7 separate regions of the Mus musculus genome follow, and regions 2, 3, 4, 5, 6 and 7 are each linked to region 1. Evidence: chromatin contacts called from public HiChIP or PLAC-seq and promoter capture Hi-C data. All regions are on one chromosome and are shown on one strand. The core of a region is the stretch at or near the end of the contact, and the rest is flanking DNA. Distances in the headings are between cores, read along the strand shown. Region 1 holds the start of Ccser2 (coiled-coil serine rich 2). Region 2 overlaps Shld2 (shieldin complex subunit 2). Region 3 overlaps Bmpr1a (bone morphogenetic protein receptor, type 1A). Region 4 overlaps Bmpr1a (bone morphogenetic protein receptor, type 1A). Region 5 has its middle 3.3 kb from the start of Gm52113. Region 6 overlaps Wapl (WAPL cohesin release factor). Region 7 holds the start of Grid1 (glutamate receptor, ionotropic, delta 1).

Region 1 (3,241 bases), core at 527-3,026:
TCTTTCAGTACATTGATCTCGCGGTGTTGTCACAGTCATCCGGGAAATTAAAATCCTGTGGGCATACACTGGAAGATTTGCCTAATAGAAATAGAAGCAAGGTGCCAACCAAGGAAGTGAGAAAATTGGGACAAAGACAAAATGGGAACACAGAAAATTTGATGAAGCCTGAAAAATTCATATGCATCAGGCACTCTGTAAGGCTTCTACCTTTGCAGAAGAAAGGGAAGTGGTGACCTAGCACGTCAAACTGCCAAAGAAAACACATACTTACCTCAAATATTCAGGGAGTCACAAGACAACAGCCAAGCAGTTCTGAGAAGCAAAGCTCTTCCTGGTTTGGGGAATGGAAAGATCACCCTGCCCCCTCCCAGATTCTTTATAGAGCCTATTGGAACAGTTGCATCTTGCCTAGCTCCCAAGGACAAGCTGTGGAGAGCCACTTCTTTTCCATCTCTCAATTTAGATTGTAGCGTAAAGTCCAAAGCATATTTAGCAACCTCATCGCATGAGTGTTGTGTTTGAATCTGAGGTCTGGAACTGGTGTTTGCTCTCTTAATGATTTACTTAATCTAAAAAGAAACATACTGCATGAAGCCCTAGTCTTTTCCAGCACTTTAAAGATACACATTATCATCCACAAAATTAAGTCTCCCTATCATTATTCTATTGACCAATTAAAGAGACAAGTAATAATGAAACAGGTAAAAAGGAAATTTACTCATTATGGCCACATAGGGAATTGGAGGAAGCAAAAGGGTACAGTTATCACCAAGTCCACCGTCAGGAGTACTGACCAGAGGTTTAAGTCTATATAGAGAGCTAGAGATAGTTGTAAATTGAGCACTCCTGCCTGGTTAAGGTGTGATAGGACTGACCTAGCACTGTTTCGGCTCACTCCGGTCTATCTTGCAAAGTGGTCTGAGAAGTTGTCAGAGCTACGAATCCTGGGAGGCAAGCTCCTTCTCTGGATAGCGCTAGGCCTTCAGTGTTGTTTCCATTTCTCCAGGATGAAAATACCTAAAATTTAAAACATTATTTGGAGTATAATGTTTCAACAGTCTGATGGCCTGAGGGGCGCTAGTGTCTCCTCCCCTACCACAGTGGTTATGTTAGTGGTCTGGAGGACAGGTGGAGACTTTCCAAGTTCTCTTTCAATATTATTAATTTCAGTTGAGCTGTTAGGGCTAGTGAGGAGACTAGGCAGTCTAGGGTCAGATAAATATCACCGTCAATGCTTTTAATAGACAGCCAGATACTGAAGGCTTTCATGATGGTGACTCTCAACGACTTGTCTGACCATCTAGGAAGGAGGGAGAGATGGCATTTGGAATGGGATTGGGATCCACAGCCTCATAAAATAGCTCCAATTCTCAGCTCTCAGTGTTTTATCGCAATCTCCGCTCAGATTCAGTATGCACGGCTGAGGCATAGCCAGCCACAGTCAGGCCAAAACAAGACGTAAAGTGGGGAAGTCATGCTTGCTCCAGTGTTCAGATCACTCCTGTCAGACTGGAGCCGGAGCTGACAGGTTTGGTTGTGGTCAAGCTGCACATTTGAATCCAGCCAAGAGACCGGAGTGAAAGGTTCAAGCCAGGAAAAGACCTGAGTCAGGGGGTAAAAAGGCAAGGTCAGTGGATCAGGGCGGAGCCTGCGAACGGCTGGCGCGAGGTTGGGGCGGGCCCGGAGGCGGGGTCTAGTCCAGTGAGACTCGCGCCTGCGCAAGGACAGACCGGGAGGCGGGGCCGCGCACGCGTAGTGCGAGGGCCCTGGAGGGCGGAGTCCAGGAGGGTGCCGGCCTAGGGAGGGGGCGCGGCGTCGGTGAAGTCCGGCGCTCCCGCAGGCCGAGGAGGCGATGCTGGCTGCTGCGGGGCAGGCGGCTGGACAGACCGGGATGTGACGGAACTGCCTCTCGCCTCTCTCCCATCCTCGGGCGGGCAGGTCGCTGGGCGACCGGCAGCCGGGCCGCGGCCGAGGAGGCAACGCGACCTCCGCACGGTGAGAGTCGGGGGTCAGGGCCGGGGTCTCGGGGCGCCCGAGGCTGCCTGGCTCCGGGGCGCAGCGCGGGCGGACGGAGGGCCGGGTGTCCTTGGCCAGCAGCGCTCTGGGACGACCCTCGGAGCCCCCGCCCCCTCTCCCGAGCCGCCTGCTGTGCAGCGGGCAGGCCGGATGCCCCTGCTCGGTGGTGCTGTGACGGGAAGGGGCCGCGGGATGCCCGGGCTGCAGCCTTCCTGCACCGGGAAATCAGGGCGAGGCAGAGATGCCCTGGGATTTCAAAGCCTGGATGCTCGCGTTGGTGAGGGAAAGTACCTGAGAGCCCGGAATGAGTGGGATTTTTTTTTTTTTTTTTTTTTTAAATCACTGAGTCAAAACAAAGACACGCCCTAAAACACGTCTTGAGAACTTTGGTGGATTACGGGGCGTCTGTAGGTTCAGGTGCTTTACGCCCCTCCTCTCCCTCTTTTGGACGTCTATTTTTATACATTTTTTTTAAAAATGTACCTACTTTCTTGACAAAGTAAAGGGAGGGGGCAATCCATTTGAGGTGGTCGTTGCTCGTAAAGCCTGATTTTGAATTTCAATAATTGCAAATTCATCTTTGCTGGCTACCTAGCCAATTAGGTTTGCTGATCATAAAATAGGCCTTAGCCATGGAAATGACTAGTGCACAGACTCTTCGCCGTTCAAGATTGGAATGCCCTGTTTCACTTAAGGAGAGAGAAAAACCAGGTGGTTCACGCCTTTATCCTGGCATTCAGGACGCAGAGGCAGGTGGATTTCTGTGAGTTCCAGGCTAACCTAGTCTACATAGCAAGCTTCAGAATAGCAAAAACTACCTGGACCTTGTCTCAAAAAACCCAAGCTGGGGGAGGACGGTTATGAATGAGAATAAGCATTTACCTTTTTTTTTTTTTTTCAGAGTAGCCGTTTGAAAAAGCATTTTTTTTGGGGGGGTCAAGAACATTAAGTATTAGTGAGACATATGTATTTAGACAGTTGATTAAAGTATCATCATTTAGATTAAAAAACTGGAATCAAATTTAATGCAAAGGATAACTATAAAGTATGCGTTAAAATGTATAGTGTATAATTGGTAAGGGATGTAAACGTTGATGAAGGGTTTGCATTGGATGAAGTCAGTCTTCTTTCCAGACTTTATTAATGTTTGTCTCTCTTAATTTGTTAGAGTGCATTGCTCTTCTCTTATATGGTGGTTTTCTTCCTTGTTCTCAGCAACACT
Region 2 (3,241 bases), core at 277-2,776, 2.7 Mb after region 1:
TTTGTCTGTGCATATATATGTGTGTGTAGTAATGTGCAAGCTAGGTGTGCCTTTGGAGGTTAGAAGGTGATAGTTGGGAGGGAGTCCTTCTCTCCTTCCTGGTGGGATCCAGGGATTGAAGTCTGCTTGCGCCATTTGAATTCCAAATGCTTTCACCCTCTGAGCTCTCTATCCCTCCTCCTCCTGCCTTCCAGCTTCCTTTTTAGAGACTGGTCTCAAGTAACTCAGGCTGCCCTCCAGCTCGCAGTGTAAACAGAGGGTGACCTTGAATTTCTGAACTCCCTGCCTCTCCTTCCCAGTGCTGGGGTACAGGTACATGTTTCTTAATGTGGTGTTGAGGATGGAACCCAGGGCTTCAAGCATGCTAAGCAAGAACTAAATAGTTGTTCTAAATATAATATATTCTGATTATAGTCTTTCTCTCTCACCCTCCTTTTTAGATATTTTAGTGATGGCATTTTTGTATTTTTTTAAGAGTTCTTTTTGTTGTTGTGCTTTTTCTTTTTCTTTCTTAAAAAAAAAAAGAGAGAGACAACCTCACTCTAGCTATTCTAGAACTTTTCGTTTTTGTTTTTAGAATAAATGTCCACTTATCTGAATAGATAACAACAATAATCCCACCAGCATCCAGCCTGATGAACTGGAATCTACTGGAAATACTTAGAGGACTGCAGGTGACTCACAGGCCGCCGCTGCTTCACTGAAGAGCCCTAACCCACCGGGACGGGTGGGGTGTGTGTGGGGTGTGACTCATGGAAGGAGCATCCCTGGAGCTCCCAGGAAGACTCTCTTCTCTGCAGCAATAGCTCTTGTCTGTGTTATCTTGAGGAGGAATCTTAGGAATAGTGTACATTTTAGGTATTTCCTCAGAGTGTGAAATTGTCTACTTCCTGATTTGAATCTGTAAGTTTCTTTACTTCCTGATTTTTTTTTTTTTTTTTTTTTTAAATCTTAAGACAGGGTTTCATTAATGTAGCTCTGGCTGACCTGGAGCTAGCTATGTAGACTAGACTGGCCTCTAACTCACAGTTTTGAGTTTTTTGTATTGTTTCGTTTTGTTTGTTCTTTTGTTTTTTTGTGGTTTTGTTGTTGTTTCTGCTCCCAAGTGCTGCTATTAAAGGCATGTACCACTACTTACTGATTTTTAAGAGCTCTTTCCAGTGATGAAGTGTTTCAGTTTGAAATAAATTGCACCCAGGGGTGCCTGTAGTCCCTAGCTCTGCTGTTAGCCTTCTAAGTGCTTGTTTATTTGTTTATTTTAAAACACATTAATTAGTTTTCTTGAAGGTTGTCCTATAAAAAAGATTCCATTATCAAATTAGTTTGGGAAATCGGATACATATTCCAGCACCCTACCTCCACCACCTTAGCAATTCACAGTGAATATCAGCGTCTTCCAGGTTGATAAAGATGCTGGGAAATGGTATTACAAATCATCTTATCAAGGCCTTTTAAAAAGGGTGTTCCTCCTAGTTCTACTGCAAGCTAGTTCCTATACTCTCGAGGTCAAGCTGAGCCGGAACTGAAACCCAGGGTAGCTGGATGCTCACTCTCAAGCCCAGTTTCCTGTTCACAGTGAGCAAACAGCTTTAATATTAAACCCCCTGGTTTCTCAAAGTTGTTTGGATGTAGGCGTCGTTATTTTTCAAAACTTACTCAAAAGTCAGTCGTCCCTGAATGGGTTCCAGGAATGTTGCCTGGGTCAATCTACAGTAGTGATTGCAGTCTTTTAAATAATGATGTTTTGGGGTAGAACTTGGTTTTTAAGTTAGCATCCAAAGTAATGAGTTTCATCATGGCTTCTTCATACATTGTATCATTAGACTTTAGAATTGGGTTTTCTATTTGTGGTGTTAAAAACTGTATTTACTTGTTACTTTTTCTAATTGTACCTATTTTGTGTTCTTATTCACAATGACTTTCCTCCTAAGTTGTGGTAGGTCTTTGTTTTTGAGACAGGGTGTATTCCAGGCAGGCCTGGAACTCTCTCTGAATGATGGAGTGACCCTAGTGGTCTGATCTTCCTGCTTTCACCCAGTAGTAGTTACCTGCTAGCTGCCATGACCACTTTATGTGGTCTTGGGGACTGAGTTCAGAGACCTGTGCACCTACTCAAGCAGTCTCCGCTACATCCTTAGTGCCTGCTTTTTGGGTGTGTTTTTTTTTTTTTTGTTTGTTTGTTTTTTTGAGACAAGCAAGATCTTGCTATGTAGGCTAGGCTAGCCTCAAACTCAAATCTTACCATAACCTTACAGATGTTTCACATTAGCACTTTTCAAGTTTTTTAAAAAAATATTTATTTATTTATTTATTTATTTATTTATTTATTATATGTAAGTACACTATAGCTGTCTTCAGACACTCCAGAAGAGAGCATCAGATTTTGTTACAGATGGTTGTGAGCCACCATGTGGTTGCTGGGATTTGAACTCAGGATCTTTGAGCAGTCGGTTCTCTTAACCGCTGAGCCATCTCACCAGCCCCCAAGATTTTTTTAATACTAAAACACAAAGATTGCCGGGCATGGTGGCGGACACCTTTAATCCCAGCACTCAGGGGGCAGAGGCAGGCGAATTTCTGAGTTCGAGGCCAGCCAGGTCTATAGAGTGAGTCCCAGGACAGCCAGGGCTACACAGAGAAACCCTGTCTCGAAAAAACAAAAACAAAAAATCAAAAACCAAAGATTTATTTTTATTTTATGTGTATGAGTGCTTGCCTGCCTGCATGCATATAAGTGTAGTATTGTGAACTGGAGTTACACTATGTGGGTGCTGGGAAGGTACTGGGAAGCAAACCTGGGTCCTGTACAAGATTAGTAAGTACTTTATCTGCTGATCCATCTTTCTAGTTCCTAAAAGCATTTTTAATCCAAATTGGTGTTTCTCTTCGCCCTTTCTGTTCTAAGATTATTTCAGTCATAAACTTTTCGTGTTGGGGGTCCTTGAGATGGTCTACCTCATCTTCTTCGTTATTTTTCTTTAATTTTATGGCAGGTTAAGAAAATAATACCCATTTAGTAATTTGCATCAGAGTTTGAAGCTTTTTCTAGTAGTTCTGTAATCTTAGAAGAGTTACTTCATTCTCACAACTTACTTCTTTGTCTAAAATAATGTCGTGTAACGTAACCATATGAATCAAGTAAGAGGCCAGCAGGATGGCTTAGCAAGGAAGGGCTGTGCCGCTAAGCCTGGAGACCTGTTTGATCCCCGGGACCTACATGGTGGAGGGAGCTATGACTCTC
Region 3 (3,241 bases), core at 337-2,836, 2.5 Mb after region 1:
TCATTTAGCTTTGTATAAGTCTGTGGCATGGTTAAAAACTAGGCCCATTATTTGCTGTGAACAGTAATTGTTAGTTAGAGGATGTTATATTTACAGGCAGAAGGTTCACTATGAATTTGAAACTAGCCTGGCCTTCTTAAGTGAGTTCTAAGTCAGCTTGGACTACAGAGTAGTATCATATCTTATAATAAAACCAAGAGGATGGAATATCAAAGTATGCCAAGTGCTAAAGAAAAAAGCCTGGCTGGGGATAACAGGAAAGCTTTCAAGTAGCAGTGCCATTACAGTTTGAATAGGATAGGGTAGGATCACTGAGTAAGACAAGTGTTTTGTTGTTGTTGTTTTGTTTTTCAATTAGCTCAGGGACCAAGTAGCAATACATCTTTTCTTATATCCTGGGGAAAGGATGCAGGTGGCAGTCCTATACATGTGCCAGGCTTAGAGCAAAGGCTTTTGTGTCTTGTTTAAGGAAGAGCCGTGGGTAGTGCAGCTGGAGTAGAAGAGGAACTGGAGACTGGTGGACATCTCTAGACTTAAGCTTTTACTCTGGGAGAACCAGGCTATCACTGGAGGTCTTTAAACAGAGGTGTGGTTTACCCCAACATAATTAGGATTGCTCTGCCTGTGTGGTGAATATGTGGTGTATAAAAGTATTTGTAGACCATTTATAAGACTGTTCCAATCATCCAAGTAAAGGTTGCTAGTGTCTTAAATTAGAGAACAATGGAATTAGTGCGAAGTGTGTAGGCTCAGGATACAAACTGAAGGTAGAAACAATTGATTTGATGGCAGGAGAATGAGGGGATGTCTTTGGGTTTCTATTGCTGTGAAGAGACACCGTGACCACAGCAACTCTTACAAAAGAAAACACTTAATTGGGGCTAGCAAGACTGGGTTTTTCTCTATGTAGCCCTGGCTGTCCTGGAACTTACTCTGTAGACCAGGCTGGCCTCAAGCTCACTGAGATATGTGTGCCTCAGCCTCCACCTCCTGAGAGCTGGGATCAAAGGTGTACGTAATTACTGCCCAGGCTGACCTGGAACTCATGATGCTCTTGCCTCTGCCTCATTCAGCAAATCTTACTGTCATATGCCACCACAACGGGCAGTTTACTGCCTCCTCACCAAAAAGTTCTAAGTAATTGAGGCTTCAAACAAGATTGCTTGCACAGTCAGTATTTCTGAGGATCTGGTTTGTCTTCTGGTCTTATCTCAGAGTAGCTGCCAGCAGCTTCAGAGACTGTTAGCTCCTGTTCATATTCAAACTGAAGGATTTTCTTTTCCTTAGATGCTAAACCAGGTTTGTGTTGTTACAGATACACTCACAGCTCTTGAAGCAAAATATTTTCTCCAGATTTGGATGAGATCGGCTTTTTACTGTTAGAAAAATAATCATGACTAGAATAACCCTGACCAACGCTGCTGCAGTTGTACATGTGCACATTGGGGTTAGGGCTGCTGGGAAAGAAGTTAAAATTCGGGAAGGAAAATGGATGAGTTGCTTGTTAAAGGAAAAGACGATATTCTTATGCTAATCCAGGCTCTGGATAAGGAGCAGAGCTGCCATGCAAACAATGGCTGTGGAGCCAGAAAGTCTGCAGCCAGAATAGTATTTCTCAGAAAGCTTGTCAGGCCGGGCGCCTGGAGCTGCTTAGGGGGGCTTTCCTTGGAAGGGGGGCTTTCTTTGCCGATTTATGGAACTTGCAGCTGGCCAGCTTGCTGGAAATTCCCACACCTTTCTAGTATTAAGTAAAAATGAAGGGTATGGGGGAAGCTTGACAGGAAAAGGAAAGAATGACTGCAGACTTGTTTTTTCAGCTGACTTCAGACTTTCCCTATTTCGTTAAGGGTTTTCTTTTCTATTTGTTCTTTAGTTATGATTGAACTGTTAGTTCAACCTTCTTGTTTGTGAACTTTTATATTTTTTTAATTTAAGATATTCTTGGGGTTGGAGAGTTGTCTCCACAGTTAGGAGTACATACTACTCTTTCAGAGGACTTAGGTTCAGTTTCTAGCACCTATATAGTCTACTCCCAGGGCACCAGACACACAGGCATGCATCCAGACAGACAGTCATGTATATGAGTAAATCTTTCTTTAGTGGGTGGTGGTGGTGGCACACACCTTTATCCCAGCTCTTGGGAGGAAGAGGCAAGCAGATCTCAGTGAATTTGAGGACAGTGTGGTCTACAGAGTGAGTTCCATGACTACCAGGGCTATACATAAAAACCCTGTCTTGAAAACAAATAAACAAATAAAAATAAATAAAAAGTAATAGATAAATCTTTCTTTTAAAAATACTTTATATATTCTTGTAATTTCATGTTATTTTCTTGAAGAAACTGTATCAGTATGGGTATATGCAATTGTTAGTTACCAATTTGATAGCTTTTAAATTCCTGCATCATTTTACTGTTTTGATTAAGTGGTGTTTTAAATATCTGCCTGCGTGCATGCATGTGTCTGCCACTGATTCCTCTGTCACTTTTTTTTTTTTTTTTTTTGAGATCTGATCGATCTAGTTAGGGTATCCATCATGTCCTCACAAGACTCCTGTCTCTACCTCCCCAGCCTGGGTTTTTGTTTTGTTTTGTTTTGTTTTGTTTTTAATTTTTTATTAGGTATTTTCCTCATTTACATTTCCAATGCTATCCCAAAAGTCCCCCATACTCACCCCCCCCCAGCCCCCCTTTTTGGCCCTGGCATTCCCCTGTACTGAAGCATATAAAGTTTGCATGACCAATGGGCCTCTCTTTCCACTGATGGCCGACTAGGCCATCTTCTGATACATATGCAGCTAGAGACTCGAGCTCCAGGGTACTGGTGAGTTCATATTGTTGTTCCACCTATAGGGCTGCAGATCCCTTTAGCTCCTTGGGTACTTTCTCTAGCTCCTCCATTGGGGGCCCTGTGATCCATCCAATAGCTGACTGTGAGCATCCACTTCTGTGTTTGCTAGGCCCCCGGCATAGTCTCACAAGAGACAGCTATATCTGGGTCCTTTCGATAAAATCTTGCTAGTGTATGCAATGGTGTCAGCGTTTGGAAGCTGATTATGGGATGGATCCCTGGATATGGCAGTCACTAGATGGTCCATCCTTTCGTCACAGCTCCAAATTTTGTCTCTGTAACTCCTTCCACAGCACTGGGTTTTATAGACATGCATAGCTGCACATGGTTTTTATGGGCCTACTGGGAATCAACCTCAGGTTCTCATACTTACACCTTACAGGCTGAACCAT
Region 4 (3,241 bases), core at 227-2,726, 2.5 Mb after region 1:
ACCTGCCTTTGCCTCTAAAAATGTTGGGATTAAAAGCATGTGTCACCACTGCTGGGCTATGAATGCATCTTTAATGCCATTGTTACTAATAGAAGCTTTAGCTATTGGAATATTAGAAGCTAAAGAAAAGGTATAAGGCTGAAGAGATTGCTTAGTGGTTAATAGCATTTATTGCTCTTGCAAAGGGATCCGAGATTCACAACCACCTGTAACTCCAGCCTCAGAGGGATCTGATACCTCTAGCCTCCATGGGTTTTAAAAGTGTGTGTGAGTGTGTCCTTTTTTTTTGAGGGGAAAGTCAAGAGTGTATAGAGAGTATAGTATTTACCAATGTATGTTGCCAGGTATACAGTGTACCTAAGAAAAAATCAAGATGGCCAACTGAGAAACTACTATTAGGTGACTGGACTATGAATATAGTGAACAGGTTTCCTATAGGCCAGAAATAGCTGGTTGGGACTTTCACCAGTTGCTTCATTTGCTACTTGTGCCTGCTGATCTTTGGCCTACTGGGCAGTTTCCATCCCAGACATGCTTTGAATGGTGAGAACGCTCTGGAAGATAAAGCTTTCAGTTTCCTGCTTACCTCCACAGAAAAAATCCGTTGTTTTGAAGGGTCAGTGACAAACAAAGTCTGGTTGCTTTTTGAGTGCACTTAGAGAGCCAAAACTATACTCTGGTGCCCATCAGTATAAAAACAAACTTAAAAAGAAGTTTATAGTCAGAGGGCATGTAGCACTGAGTAGCCTGGAATCTGGAAGGTGGAAGCCCTGTTGTCCTGCTAGAAGAATTCGAAAAAGTATATTAAGAGAAATTGAAAGAGGCTTTCTCTAAAGTTAGCGTAAGGGGGAAAAAAGTAATATGAGGGCTAAAGAGTTAAATAAGAGCTGCTCTTCTAGAAAATGGGATTTTTCCCCCCCTAGCACCCACCATCTAGCTTAAAACTGCCTGTAACTCCAGCCCAGGGGATCTGATGCCACCTTCTTACCTCCAAGGCTACCTACTCAAACTATTCATACACTTAAAACCACGAAGCCATTGTCTTTGATTAGTGATCTCTACAGCTGCGCTTACTTGCTTTAAACTTTAAAGTGAGCTGTCCTCATTTGCTTTGGTTTGCTGCATTCTGAAACCACCCTCTCATTTTAACATATCAAACAAAAACCATGGCTTTAAAAAATCTTACACTGTCAGATGATATTCCTTGTAATTTTCCATTGACCCTTGCTTCCTCTATTCTGTGAAGAATGTGTCTTGTATGGCTTCCTGTCTCCAATACGACCTTTTTCTAATTTCCCTAGGTAGGTGCTTCTTGCATCACTTCTATGACCTTTCTCTAGCTTCTGGTGCCTTATCTCAGCCACCTATACTGATCCCTTAGGTCCGTTATATTATAACAGTAGCGCAATTGTAATTTCTTCAGTCATTTCAGTTTTGGACATCATGCCCTTTGGCTCTTGCCCTCTAGTATTAACAGTCCTCTGCCTCTGAAATCGAGAACTCACTGACAGTTATCCTCTCTGTTCCCCAGCACATGGTGTGGAGTGAACCACATTTGCTTTTAGCGAGTACTCAGAACTCCCATTGGGCCTCAGCCTCATCCCCTCCCTCATTCTCATATTCCACAGAACAGTTCTCATCTGAATACCAACATACTATGATTTATCTCTCCTTAAAAACAACTTTTCTGGCTATAGCTACTTAACTTTTAGCTCTGTCTGCTCTCTACTCTGAAGGTTTCACTTTGCCACTTTCTCTTTCTGGTTTGCCAGAAATAAACCTTGACCAATTGCTCCCTGAAAAGCAAACAAAAACCCAAATAACAGTAACAAAACAAACATAAAACCATTCCTGGGATTCTACTTTCTCCTCTCATTGTTGCTTATTCTTTTTTCCTGTGACCCCATCCCTAAAGAAATATCTGTAGTTTTGATGTATGTATGTATGGAAGATGTATATATGCATTGAGTGGGCAGGACAATAACCAGAGTATTGCCGCAGCCTGTACTTGTGAGTTTGTCACCTTCTCTTTACTCACGAGCCAACCTGAATCAGGTTTTGGTCCCAGCCTCCTGCTAAACAACCATTGAGAAAGCATCATTTCTCATCCTGGAACTGTTGATTTCCTAACAGTTTCCTCTTGAAACGCTATTTTCACACCAGGCTCGAGGACAGTATACTTGCAAGGGTCCAGTCTGTAAGCCTCGGTACTCATACATAGTTTTGGTAATTTTATTTGACATCATGACTTTAATGGCTTTTATTTTAATCTATGACCTGAACACTTTGAAAATGCTGCCTTACTTCACTTGGGTGTTTAATAAGCAATTAAAGTAGATCTCTCTGGGTCTGCAGAGTTAGCTCATTCTTGAAGAGTATTGATTGTTCTTTTAGAGGACCCAAGTTCACTTCTAAGCACCTGCATGGTGGCTGACAACTACCTGTAACTCCAGTTCTGGAGGTTCTGACACTGTCTTCTGACCTAGTGTACCAGGCATGCATGTGGTACACATACATATATGCAGGCAAAAGAATTATACATATAAAATAAAAACGAATAAATCTAAAAAAGATTTAAAACACAGCTTTTTCTAAAACAAACTTTTGTCCCTCCCGAGTCAGTCAGTGACTTAAGGAACCAACCTATGGTGACCTCAATGTAGTAGAAATCTTTTAGCTTTCAATAGTACCATTAGGAATTAAAGCCCCCCTCCCCGCCTTCTTGTGCTGGAGATTGAATCCAGGGTCTTTCAGAGTACATTAACTTCTGCACCCTAAGCTTCATACGTGCTCCTTCTATGCTTATCTTTCATTTGAATCAGTTTCTCGGCTTCTCCTCCACCATGGCCTTTTTAATTCTATGGAAGAAAGCAGTATTTCTTTCTCCTATTTCCTGCTCTTCTCTGGGTACATTTTGCCCTCTTGTAGAAAAACTTTAAGATGAAAAAAAAACTCTAAAGGACAAAGTACAGTAGGAAATCCAATCACAGAAAAATAAAGATAGCCCTCTACTGCATAATATACTGAATAATGAATTCAAAATGACCTAAGAGCTAAGCCATAAAAATTCCTAGAAGAAAAGCATAGGTAGAAATCTTTGTGGTTTTGAATTAGGCAGTGTTTTCTTAGATACAGCATTAGCACCATTAAAAAATAGACAAACCTGGATTATATCAAAATTAGAACTTGGTACACCACAACTATACTATCAAGAGACTGAAAAGACAAACCACAGAATGGG
Region 5 (3,241 bases), core at 427-2,926, 2.3 Mb after region 1:
TGTCTTGGTGTTTCCTTTGAGTCCTTTGGGGAACGCTGACGAAGTCTGCTTTATTCTTTCAATTTCTCTCTTGTTTTACTGTCATAGTCACCCTAGCCTACCCAAACGTTAGGAGGCTTTCACCCCATGTTTTCTCCTAGGAGTGTCATACTCACAGATCTTCCACTTAGAAAAATAATCCAGGGCTGGAGAGAGGGCTCAGCGGTTAAGAGCACTGACTGCTCTTCCAGAGCTCCTGAGTTCAATTCCCAGCAACGACATGCCTCTTCAGGTGTGTCTGAAGACGGTAACAGTGTACCCACATACATGAAATAAATAAATCTTAAAAAAATAAAGAATCCAGCTGGAGCCCATTTTCCTGTAGGGCATAAGATGAATATCCAGCCTCATCCTCCTGTGTGTGGATATCCGATTCTCCACAATACCTGCTTGTTTAAAAGACCACCCTATTTCATTGAATTGTCCTCAACACCTAAAAGAGATTTATTTTATTTAATGTGTATGAGTGACTGGAGTGCTTACATTTACATATGTGCACCATCAATACACCTGCCGTCCATGGCTGTGAGCCTCCAAGTGGATCCTGGGAACCAATCTCCGGTCCTCCACGAAGGGCAGCCAACACTCTTAACCACTAGGCCATCTCTCCAGACACTGTCCCGACAGAGCACCAACCTCTGCTGACCATGGATGAGAGAGCTTATTCTTGGGCCCTCAAGTCCACTCTTGGATCTATGTATATTTTTCTCTAAAAATCAATTCATTGTTTTGGAAAAATACATTGTTTGTTTGTTTTGTACATACATTTGCACGTGTGTCGGGAGATGTGAGAGTCAGTCTTCTCCTTCCATCACGTGGATGCAAGGGAGGTGGCTTACAGATAGATGATCAGGTTTGAAGGCAAGCATCTTCCTGATGCCATCTACCCAGGTCCCTCTCTCTAATTCTCTGTTCAAATCTTTCTTTCTTACTTACTTTCTGTTTTAAGAGATCATCTGCCTTTTATTTTTATTATTTATTTTTAATTACATATTTATTTTATGTATGTGAATATACTATCGCTGTCCTCAGACACACCAGAAGAGGGTATCAGATCCCACTACAGGTGGTTGTGAGCCACCATGTGGTTGAGCAGCCAGTGCTCTTAACCACGGAGCCATCACCTCCAGCCCCATTATTTGTTTGTTTACTCACCTTTTTATTTATTGTCCTTGTACAGTCCCGTCAAGTTTAATGGGAAAAATTAACATCAAAAACCACACCCCTGCACGTGAACAGGGAACTGACACCAGGACAGGAAGTCATAAAATCAAATAACTCGGTGCTCTTTCTCAACCTGTATTTGTTCCATGCATTGAAGACGTGACACCCATTCCTCCGTATGTGGGGGTCTGTGGTCTTGCCAAGCTCCCCGTGTGCTTTAACTCTTGTGCTGCCACAACTCCTGCTTCTACCACAATGGCCTTTCTCAGGCCTGGGTCTTGAGTGACTTCTGCCTTCCTTTGAGTTAGAGTTTCAGAAGGACTTCGTTGTCCTCACCCCTTATCGGAATGTTCTTTGTCACTGTGATCCTCAGGCTGTGTCTCTTGGGGTGTTTATCTCTGGACTCGTGTCTTCTTGTCTGTTGGAAGCTGGGTGCTTATCACGAAGCCGGCTTTTATTTTATCAGAGCACGCAGTCTCCAGCATAGCCTCTTCCTGCGTCAGCGCTGGCTTTGATCCAGCTCCAGCTCCTTGGTCTTCTCCCTCTGTCAGCGTCTGACTTTGCTCTTCTTTCTCTTGACCTTGACTAAGATCTTGAATAATGAAATTCTAAGATAGATGGAGAAACAGAAACATCTAATATTCTTTTTTTTTTCTCTTTGCTTTAGTCAGCGATGTCTCCTCTGGGACTAGTGTATCAGTGGCCACCATGGTCTAGATTCCCTGTCACTAAGGCAGGGCCTCTGCTTGCCACACTCAAAATTCTTTTTGAATGCATTTATGTAACGTAATGTCTGCCTGCATGTAAGAGCACATGAGTGCAGATGCCTGAGACATGACCTAATGGTGGTGTTAGATCCCCTAGAGCGATAAAGAACAACGAGTTAGATAGGTCACTGTGAGCTGCCTAATGTGGATGCTGGGAACTGAACTGGGGTCCTTCCACAAGAGCAGTGAGCCTTCATAACCATCTCTCCAGCCCCAGCATTTCCTTTTGTAATAAACGTAAAAGATGTCTACCTCAGACCTTAATAGTATGTTCATCGTATTTGGGATTGTTTAGGCTTTGCCTGAAGAAAAGAGACATGGGTTAAGCTAGTCCAAGATAAGGTGTAATTAGCCCTGGACCTGCAACATTCCAACCTTCTCCACATTCCTGCCATTCTAATCAGCTATCAGTCTTTGCGGACAGGGCTTCTTTCCAGGAACCCTCGCTCACATTTTACAATTCACTTGGGTTGGTTTTGGGTGGCTATTGTTGTTTTTTAATCTAATGCTTGAGGAGGCCAGAAGAGGGTGTCAGGTGGCCTGGAGCCAGAATTACAAAGAGTTATAAGCCACCATGTGGCGTACTGAGACTTGAACCCAGGTCCTCTACAGCAAGGACTCATAACTAACTTCAGAGCTGTCTCTCCAGTTTCACTATGTTTAATGTCTGTTGAATCTGCAGATCTAGATCTCTCTCTCCCTCCCTCCCTCCTGCTCCCCTTCTCCCCTCTCTCCCTCTCATTCTTTTTATTTTTTATTCTGTGTTTTTCTATGTGTCTGAAAAACCTGTTCTTACTTTTTTTTTAAAAAAATAAATAACATGCTATAAATATGAGATCTGGGCTGGTGCGGTGGCTCAGTGGTTAGGAGCACTGACTGCTCTTCCGAAATTCCTGAGTTCAAATCCCAGCAACCACATGGTGGCTCACAAACATCCGTAATGAGATCTGACACTCTCTTCTGGTGCATTTGAAGACAGCTACAGTGTACTTACATATAAAAATAAAATAAAAAAATCAATTAATAAATATGAGATCCCAAGTGGACAAAATTTTTATCCTTTTAGGATGTTCTAAACTAGCCAAGAATGCTGGTGAATGACTGTAATCCCAGAACTTTGGAGGCTGAGGCAGGAGGATCATGAGTTTGAGGCCAGCCAGGACTACAGAAATGTGATCTCATCTCAAAAAAGAAAACAAAAGAGAGTAGGGGCGGGGGGGGGGGGCAGTGTGTGTGTGAGTGGGGAGGGGACAAGGAAGGGCAGAGAGGAG
Region 6 (3,241 bases), core at 530-3,029, 2.2 Mb after region 1:
ACATCATTTACCAGTATGTTTAAAAAAAAATTCACTAAATTAGTTTGGTACTCAGGGCAAATACAGTCTCAATGGTTCCCACATTACACTGGCATACTGTGTTCCTAAAAGGTGACGGACGGGTAGGGGGTTGGGCGGGTAGGAGGAAGAAAACAATTTGCCTAGAGTCAGTTACTTCCTTATAGATTTCCCAACAATCTGCATTATCAAAAATAGGAAGACAATAGAAGGCAGCCACTGCATTTAAAAACATTACAGCTGGCACGGATACAAGAGCCCCGGTTTGTTACTTTATACAAGGAAATAACAAAGTCTAAAATGAGTCAAAGTTAGACTTTTAGCTATTTTCCCCAATACACACCAAACTAATATTTTTATGGCTTTAAGTTTTACAAATCCAATGAAGAAACATGATGTAACTATCTGAAAGGTAATTAAAAGTATTAATGAAACATCTCTGGAAAGCCTGTCCTCAGGCCAATTAATAAAAAAAGGAGAAAATGTATAACCAGTGGTCTGAACAATACAAAAAAAAAAAAGAAAAAAAAAAAAAGAAAAAACAATCTATGAAATTTACCCTATAAACCATGTTCTGTGTGTTCCACAACCATTTTCTAAACAATTGCTCTATGAACATAGAATCTGAATAAAAAAGGGTCTTCTCTACACCAGCAATTTTAAGGCTTTGCGCTTATGCAATTGATCCTGTCACTCTATAGAAGAATATACACGCTATCTGGAAAAACGGATTCCACATTGGTGTTTTAGCTTCCTTATTATATTTACTGAACTGAACATTAGAAAATATATCTAGAGAACGTCCCTCAAAACGTAACAATGTTTCAAGAGCCTCCCCAGCATTAAGTGTAAACTACCCTGGGTTTGTCTATTTTTGCTTAATCCTTTAACAGGGCACATTATCTTATATAACATAATATTCCCTCAAACTGCTATTTGTTTTCTTGTGCCTATAGCTATGACACATAATGGTATGACATTGAATATGGTCATGGTCTCAGAAGTGAAAAATAGTTCAACACCCAAACCTAATCAAGAATAAAAAAATATACTATTAATCCCTTGTGTCTTTGGATTCCATCTCATTTTAAATATAGACAGTAGTTCAGGGAACAACAACCAAAAAATTCACAAAATTATTAAAAGCTTTATTTACGATTGGAATCATTCAACAAAAAGCAAAAGCAAATGAGCCTGAAAAAGGATCTAAGCTGTTGTCTAGAATGTCCTCAGAACATTCAATACCTCAGTAGCTAAGCTGCCTTTGCACCTGACTGGCATGACAACAGTGGCTCAACATACACAGCAGTTGCACTAACAGCAGCACAAATTGCCCTCTTTAAACCTTGCCTGAAATACAGCAAGGAAACAGGGGCAGGTATAGACTCTGCCAAGTAAGTGTATTTAAATACTGCATGGGATTGTTAACAGCCTGAACCTTTTCCCTCATTTTTGATAGCTGCAGATTGATGTAGTAACTGTCATTTAGCAAACGCAGAATGCATGATGAAGAAATCGGGTGATCATAAAAATCCAAACACGAATGAATGATACTGATGAATGTTCTTGGTATATCTTCAAGGACTTCTTTCATGTCTTTTCTTTGTCTAAGGATAGCTTCAGCATTACCAAGCACCTGAAGCAAAGGTAAAGCAGCTAGCAATGTTCCAAATATTCAATCACTCTAGAGATAGACTTCTGGCCTGTTGTTCCAACAGCACACTAAGAGGGGAAGGAGAGAAATTAGAGTTAATACTTAACAAAATGGTAAACAAAAAAAAGTATCAAAGTCTACGTAGTAAAGAGTACACTGAAATTAAATCATTGCCTTAGTAATATAACATTCTGCCACAATAGTTTTCTGTTTGTGGGTGGCATCATCCCACAGCCTAGAAGCACAGCTGGAATAAAAGGAGAAAGCAGATACACAGGCATTCTCTATTAGCTGGCCACTCTGCTCTTCCACGCTGCTCTTGCCACACATGACTAAAAATTTTAGAACTAGCCTGGTGGTGGTGGCGCACGCCTTTGATCCTAGCACTTGAGAGGCAGAAGCAGGCGGATTTCTGAGTTCGAGGCCAGCCTGGTCTACAGGGTGAGTTCCAGGACAGCCAGGGCTACACAGAGAAACCCTGTCTCAAAAAAACAAAAACAAACAGAAAAAAAAACACACACACAAAAATTTAGAACTATAAACCAAAATGTACCTTCTGTAAGCTGCTTATGTTAACTATTTTGCCACAGGGAAGAACAACACTATGGGATTATTATTTTCACCTTCGATGTATTACATTTAAATTGAAAAACACATAAACTAGCCAGGTCCCACTGGTCCAATGGCTGAAACATGTGGATTGCCAGCCTGGGCTACAGTGTTAAGACTTTGTCTGGAAAATAATCAAAAACTCATATAAACTGCAATATACAATAAAAGTTACTTACCGTAAGATTCATGAAGCTTAAGAACTTTTTAAGCATCTCTGTCATTATGGAGAAATCTCCTTCTGGAAGATATTCCCTTACTGTAGTTACATTGATCTGAAGAAACAGATTAAAAACAGTCAAGCTGGTAAAAAATGATACTGTAACTCACTTGATGCTGTTGGCTCTGCTACATATCCCGTAGTCATCTACAAAGGACCCCAAAATTCATACGTCATTTCCAGTCCACATTCACTTACCTATTGTGCAGAAACATTCGGGTCAATTCCCCACTCCATACCACCCTACCCACAGAAACAAAGGGGAAACAACAAAGCTAGCCAAAGCCAAAGGTACAAAGAAACATCTGTGAATATTTAGTTTTGAAAATGCAGAGAAAGGTTTGAAATAAACTGCACAGTTAATTAAATATATAGACAGACTCTACACACAGAGGTGCTTATAAAACAGAAAGATGAAAGAAAATTCTCCATGCTACAAAGGTAAATTAGAAGACAAAAATTAACTAAATCTTTAAAACTTATCATTTGTGATAAATTATGGGGCAAATTCCAGGAAAGGTGACTTTTTTTATTTGATTATTAGCAAAACCAGCGCCCCTCCACACACACACACACACACACACACACACACACACACACACACACACACACACACATATATATATATATATATATATAAAAAATGTGTGTGTGTGTGTGTTTATGTATGAAAAAAAATATAATAAACTCCTAAAATAGGGGCTACAAAGATGGCTCAGCAGTTAAGAACACTAGCTGTT
Region 7 (3,241 bases), core at 393-2,892, 2.1 Mb after region 1:
TATCCTAAACCCCTAGACATTCTGATCTAGCAAGACTGGAGAGTCCCAGAAGAAACCACTCTTGAATGGCCCTTCTAGAAGCAGGAACAGCTCATCCGGAGCTCTGGCAGACCTGACGCTTTCACTAGGCACACAGCTTCCCTGACCCTGCCCCTATAGCGGAGATCAGTTGGACTGCTGCTCTGGGGTCCTCACTGACCCCCCACAGCCCCTTTACCAGGCGCCGAGGGTCATTGCCAAGGTCCTATTGCTTGGCCTTCTAATTGCCCTGGAGCCGAGAGCTGGGTAGGAAAAGGACTCGGCTCCCGAATTCCTCACTATACTGGAGCCGCAATGCTGACCGCGAGACCCACTCTGGCTCCTGGGCGGGAAGCACGTTTGGATCTTGGCCCGGCACCGGCACCAGAGGGGAGGCCGCAGCCCTTGGAGTAGAGACTCTGTCCCTGTCATCCCCTCCACCTTCTGCTCCGCGGGTAACATCAGCCACGTTTCCTCACACCTCCCAACCCCCAGTTTATCCGTGTTAGCTGGTCTTTCCCAACTTCCGGAAAGGCGACTGCAGAGGGGCTCCCCCATAAGCGACCGCTGTTAGTCCCCCAACCGGGCCCAACTTCTCGAGATCCCAGCCATTCTGCTCCAAACTCCTGATCACTACCCCTCCTCCGGTCTCCCCTTCCTCTGCTTTTCCTCTTCTTCCTCTCCATCCAGCGCCCCCCACCCCACTATCCATGCTCCTTCCGTTCACCCCTACCATCCACACTGTACGCTGGCCCCAAGACTTATATCAGGCAGAAACTCTAGGACTGTCCAGGATTGGGCTGCAGTTGCCACAACCAGATACACACACACACACACACACACACACACCGAGAGCTACACAGACACACACCGAGAAACGGGCAAGCACTGTGTCCACTCTAACAGGCTGACAGAACGCGACAGTCGCACTGAGAAGCTCAGATGGCCCCACACACCCCAACGCCCTCTCACAGTGACACCAACCCCGTGCCAGGTGCATACACACTGGCACGCTGACAGCACCCATCCACAGACACACATGGTTCCGCTTTGGCCTCTTTGATCTTGCCCTGCCAACTTAGCTAGCCCCGAGCCCTATCCGACCCTGGCCCCAATGTTCAAGCTGTGACGAGGGGTCCAGCCCGCGGACAGCCCCGCCAGGGGCACGCATCTCGACAAGGGTCTATCCCAGGTTCCCCGCAGCCGCGGCCCTAAGTGTCGGCAGAGGCCGCGGGGCCCCGCGCACTGACAGGAGCCCCGGGGAGTAGCGAGGTGCCCGCAGGAGCGCCGAGCGGCCAGAGCACAGCTCCTCCGCGGGGCGGCGCGGGCCTTCGGGGGAACACCGACTGCCGAGCCCCTCGGCCCGGGGAGCCGCTAAGTTTGGACTCCGCGCATCATCGGCTCTATTAGGTGGCCCCCGCCCAGCCTCGGTCCGTCTGCTCTCCCAGCTCACCGATGTGGATGATGGAGTCGGCCCGCACCGTAACGCACTGGCATATCCAGGGAAGAAGCCACAGCGTCAACGCTTCCATGTCCCCCCGGCGCGCGGCTCATCCGCCCGGGCCCGGGGCGAGGCCGAGGGCAGCGCGGAGCGGGGAGGCGCCGGTCCCGGTGCAGTCCCGGGCCGCTCCCCGGGAGAGCCGAGCCCGCCCGTGCGTCTTCCCCCGCGCTCCCGCCCCTGCGCCCTGCGCCCGCCCCAACCCAGCCCAGCCCAGCCCAGCGCTCTCGGGCTCCCGCGCCGGCTCTGGTTGCGGTTGCGGCGGCGCTCGCAGCCCGAGCCCAGGCCGGCGCGGCGGGGGCGGCCCGCGGCTGTGGCGGCGGCGCTTCCAGCGGCTCGAGCGGCTCTGGGGGCGGCAGAGGCAGAGGCGGCGGCGGCCCGGCCCGCGCGGCGGCTCCGGGCTGGCTATGTGTCTGAGCCCAGGCGAGGAGCGAACTGCGGAGGACGCCCCCTCCCCTCCCCCTCCCCCTCGGCGGCGCTCCCCCTCCCCTCCCGCCCGCCTCCCTCCCCTCCGCCCTCCTCTCCACCACGTGACTGCGGAGCCTTAGCCTAGCCGCGCGCCGCTCGCCCGCTCGGAGGGGGCGCCCGGTGCTCCGCGCTCCCGGCCGGGGGATGCTACGAGGACGGCACCACGGTGGGGACTTGGTCTGTCTGCGGCGAGCCTAGGCTTGGCCGTGTGGGCCCGGCCTCTGGGTTCGCTGGAGAAACGGAGTAGGCACAGCCATCGACTACCCTCGGGGAGGGGGAACTCGGAACTCGCTGGCGCTGGGGGACTTCAGCCGAGATTTTGCAGTCCTGTCCCTGACCAGAACGGATCAGGGGGTCTCGGAACCCGACCCCCGACTCATGCAGCCTGCAAAGAGACTACAGACCGGGGCACCGAGCCAGGAGGCATCGGGATGCTTAGCGGGCGGGCGGCGGGCTCGAACCCTGGCTGTCCGGGTAGATTTCGGCGGGCGTCCATCCCCCGCCCCCGGGGCGGTGCACTGAGCCCGGAGTCGGGCAGGAGGCTCAGACTCTGAAGCCCAATTCATGGCCGGAAACCGGCGCAGCCGTGACCGCGGCGCCTGGACGTGAGGAGCCTTCCAAGCGGCCGGCGCTCTCAGACAGCGACCTGTACGAAGCCTTCTAGAGCGAGCCCGGGAGGAAAGCTCGCTCCCAGCCGCGGAAGCAGAGCGGGGCTCCCGCCGCCTCCGGGTTCCCTGACTCTGGCTGACCACCCCCGTGAAGCTGCTGAGAGATGGGGGGGGGGGGGCGAGGTCGCAATCCGGTCTCAATTCTCTCACCCAGGTCCTAGTTGGACGAGGCTCCACTTAACACACCTAAGATTTCAGGGAAACAGTTGAGCCCTCCAGGATTCTGATTCCTTCGGAAACCGGGTCCAGCTGAGTCTGGCAGAACTGGGCGCCAGGATGAGCACTGGGTTCAAAGAACCAAGATAGGCTCAGCTTTGCCTAGAGCTCCCAGCACCGTAGGAAAGGTAGACGGCCATACAGGTCATTAAAAAATGTGGAGAGGACAGTTGAGGAGCTTTGGGCCTGGGCTCTGGCCCAGCCTAAGGGAGAAAGGCAGCTATGGATTCTGAAAGAAGAAGATAGTTTCCAAAGGCTACTTAGGGAGGAGAAGCTTGCAGGCATTTGGTGCTGCTAGTGAGCCAAAACAGGAAGAGAAGAAAGAACTGTGTGGGGAACGTGCATTTGTGTGTGTGTGAAGCTGCCAGCCACT

Evidence for each region. Promoter capture Hi-C pulls out the DNA fragments that hold promoters and counts their contacts. HiChIP or PLAC-seq counts read pairs in DNA pulled down with a chosen protein or histone mark.
Region 2: a promoter capture Hi-C map of pre-B cells shows a contact between it and region 1, with 8 times the contacts expected there. The contact joins the enhancer-like site here to the promoter of Ccser2 in region 1. A contact is called at or near these places in 1 of 39 promoter capture datasets (pre-B cells), 3 of 484 Hi-C or Micro-C datasets (CD8 T cells and double positive thymocytes) and 1 of 9 other capture datasets (adipose tissue).
Region 3: a contact with region 1 is called in a promoter capture Hi-C map of embryonic stem cells, with 5 times the contacts expected there. The contact joins the enhancer-like site here to the promoter of Ccser2 in region 1. A contact is called at or near these places in 5 of 39 promoter capture datasets (cranial neural crest, embryonic stem cells, hippocampal neurons and 2 more) and 1 of 9 other capture datasets (liver).
Region 4: a contact with region 1 is called in a promoter capture Hi-C map of liver, with 5 times the contacts expected there. The contact joins the enhancer-like site here to the promoter of Ccser2 in region 1. A contact is called at or near these places in 5 of 39 promoter capture datasets (the 3T3-L1 cell line, cranial neural crest, hippocampal neurons and 1 more), 2 of 484 Hi-C or Micro-C datasets (both in liver) and 1 of 115 datasets of contacts at active chromatin or transcription factors (embryonic forebrain).
Region 5: an H3K27ac HiChIP or PLAC-seq map of extraembryonic endoderm stem cells shows a contact between it and region 1, with 8 times the contacts expected there. The contact joins the enhancer-like site here to the promoter of Ccser2 in region 1. A contact is called at or near these places in 7 of 39 promoter capture datasets (the C10 cell line, cranial neural crest, frontonasal cranial neural crest and 3 more), 1 of 115 datasets of contacts at active chromatin or transcription factors (extraembryonic endoderm stem cells) and 1 of 9 other capture datasets (embryonic stem cells).
Region 6: a promoter capture Hi-C map of liver shows a contact between it and region 1, with 6 times the contacts expected there. The contact joins the enhancer-like site here to the promoter of Ccser2 in region 1. A contact is called at or near these places in 9 of 39 promoter capture datasets (the C10 cell line, cranial neural crest, frontonasal cranial neural crest and 5 more).
Region 7: a promoter capture Hi-C map of second pharyngeal arch cranial neural crest shows a contact between it and region 1. The contact joins the promoter of Grid1 here to the promoter of Ccser2 in region 1. A contact is called at or near these places in 11 of 39 promoter capture datasets (the 3T3-L1 cell line, cranial neural crest, embryonic stem cells and 7 more), 4 of 484 Hi-C or Micro-C datasets (adipose-derived mesenchymal stem cells, cardiomyocytes and embryonic stem cells) and 5 of 115 datasets of contacts at active chromatin or transcription factors (astrocytes, embryonic forebrain, embryonic stem cells and 2 more).

Annotation. Positions count from the first base shown.
Region 1 is chr14:36,967,299-36,970,539 of GRCm38.p6, reverse strand. Ccser2 (coiled-coil serine rich 2) reads left to right here and starts at 1,776. Exons shown (of 11, transcript NM_027045.1): 1 at 1,776-1,998.
Region 2 is chr14:34,294,821-34,298,061 of GRCm38.p6, reverse strand. The region is part of intron 2 of Shld2 (shieldin complex subunit 2); the gene reads left to right. Among named protein-coding and RNA genes, the nearest start is that of Shld2, 14 kb to the left of the region's middle. Within about 2 kb of position 1,526, at least 121 of the 459 cell types and tissues checked have an H3K27ac peak or open chromatin away from gene starts, as enhancers often do. A contact at or near this core is called in adipose tissue and pre-B cells, where this site is marked.
Region 3 is chr14:34,452,261-34,455,501 of GRCm38.p6, reverse strand. All of the region lies in intron 2 of Bmpr1a (bone morphogenetic protein receptor, type 1A), which reads left to right. Among named protein-coding and RNA genes, the nearest start is that of Bmpr1a, 49 kb to the left of the region's middle. Within about 2 kb of position 1,586, at least 52 of the 459 cell types and tissues checked have an H3K27ac peak or open chromatin away from gene starts, as enhancers often do. A contact at or near this core is called in embryonic stem cells, where this site is marked.
Region 4 is chr14:34,487,341-34,490,581 of GRCm38.p6, reverse strand. The region is part of intron 1 of Bmpr1a (bone morphogenetic protein receptor, type 1A); the gene reads left to right. Among named protein-coding and RNA genes, the nearest start is that of Bmpr1a, 14 kb to the left of the region's middle. Within about 2 kb of position 1,476, at least 32 of the 459 cell types and tissues checked have an H3K27ac peak or open chromatin away from gene starts, as enhancers often do. A contact at or near this core is called in liver, where this site is marked.
Region 5 is chr14:34,622,051-34,625,291 of GRCm38.p6, reverse strand. No RefSeq gene overlaps it. Among named protein-coding and RNA genes, the nearest start is that of Gm52113, 3.3 kb to the right of the region's middle. Within about 2 kb of position 1,676, at least 24 of the 459 cell types and tissues checked have an H3K27ac peak or open chromatin away from gene starts, as enhancers often do. A contact at or near this core is called in extraembryonic endoderm stem cells, where this site is marked.
Region 6 is chr14:34,744,124-34,747,364 of GRCm38.p6, reverse strand. It overlaps Wapl (WAPL cohesin release factor), which reads right to left. Exons shown (of 19, transcript NM_001004436.4): 18 at 2,461-2,556; 19 at 1-1,740. The coding sequence ends at 1,675. Among named protein-coding and RNA genes, the nearest start is that of A930038B10Rik, 14 kb to the left of the region's middle. Within about 2 kb of position 1,779, at least 5 of the 459 cell types and tissues checked have an H3K27ac peak or open chromatin away from gene starts, as enhancers often do. A contact at or near this core is called in liver, where this site is marked.
Region 7 is chr14:34,818,537-34,821,777 of GRCm38.p6, reverse strand. It overlaps Grid1 (glutamate receptor, ionotropic, delta 1), which reads right to left and starts at 1,642. Exons shown (of 16, transcript NM_008166.2): 1 at 1,472-1,642. The coding sequence starts at 1,550.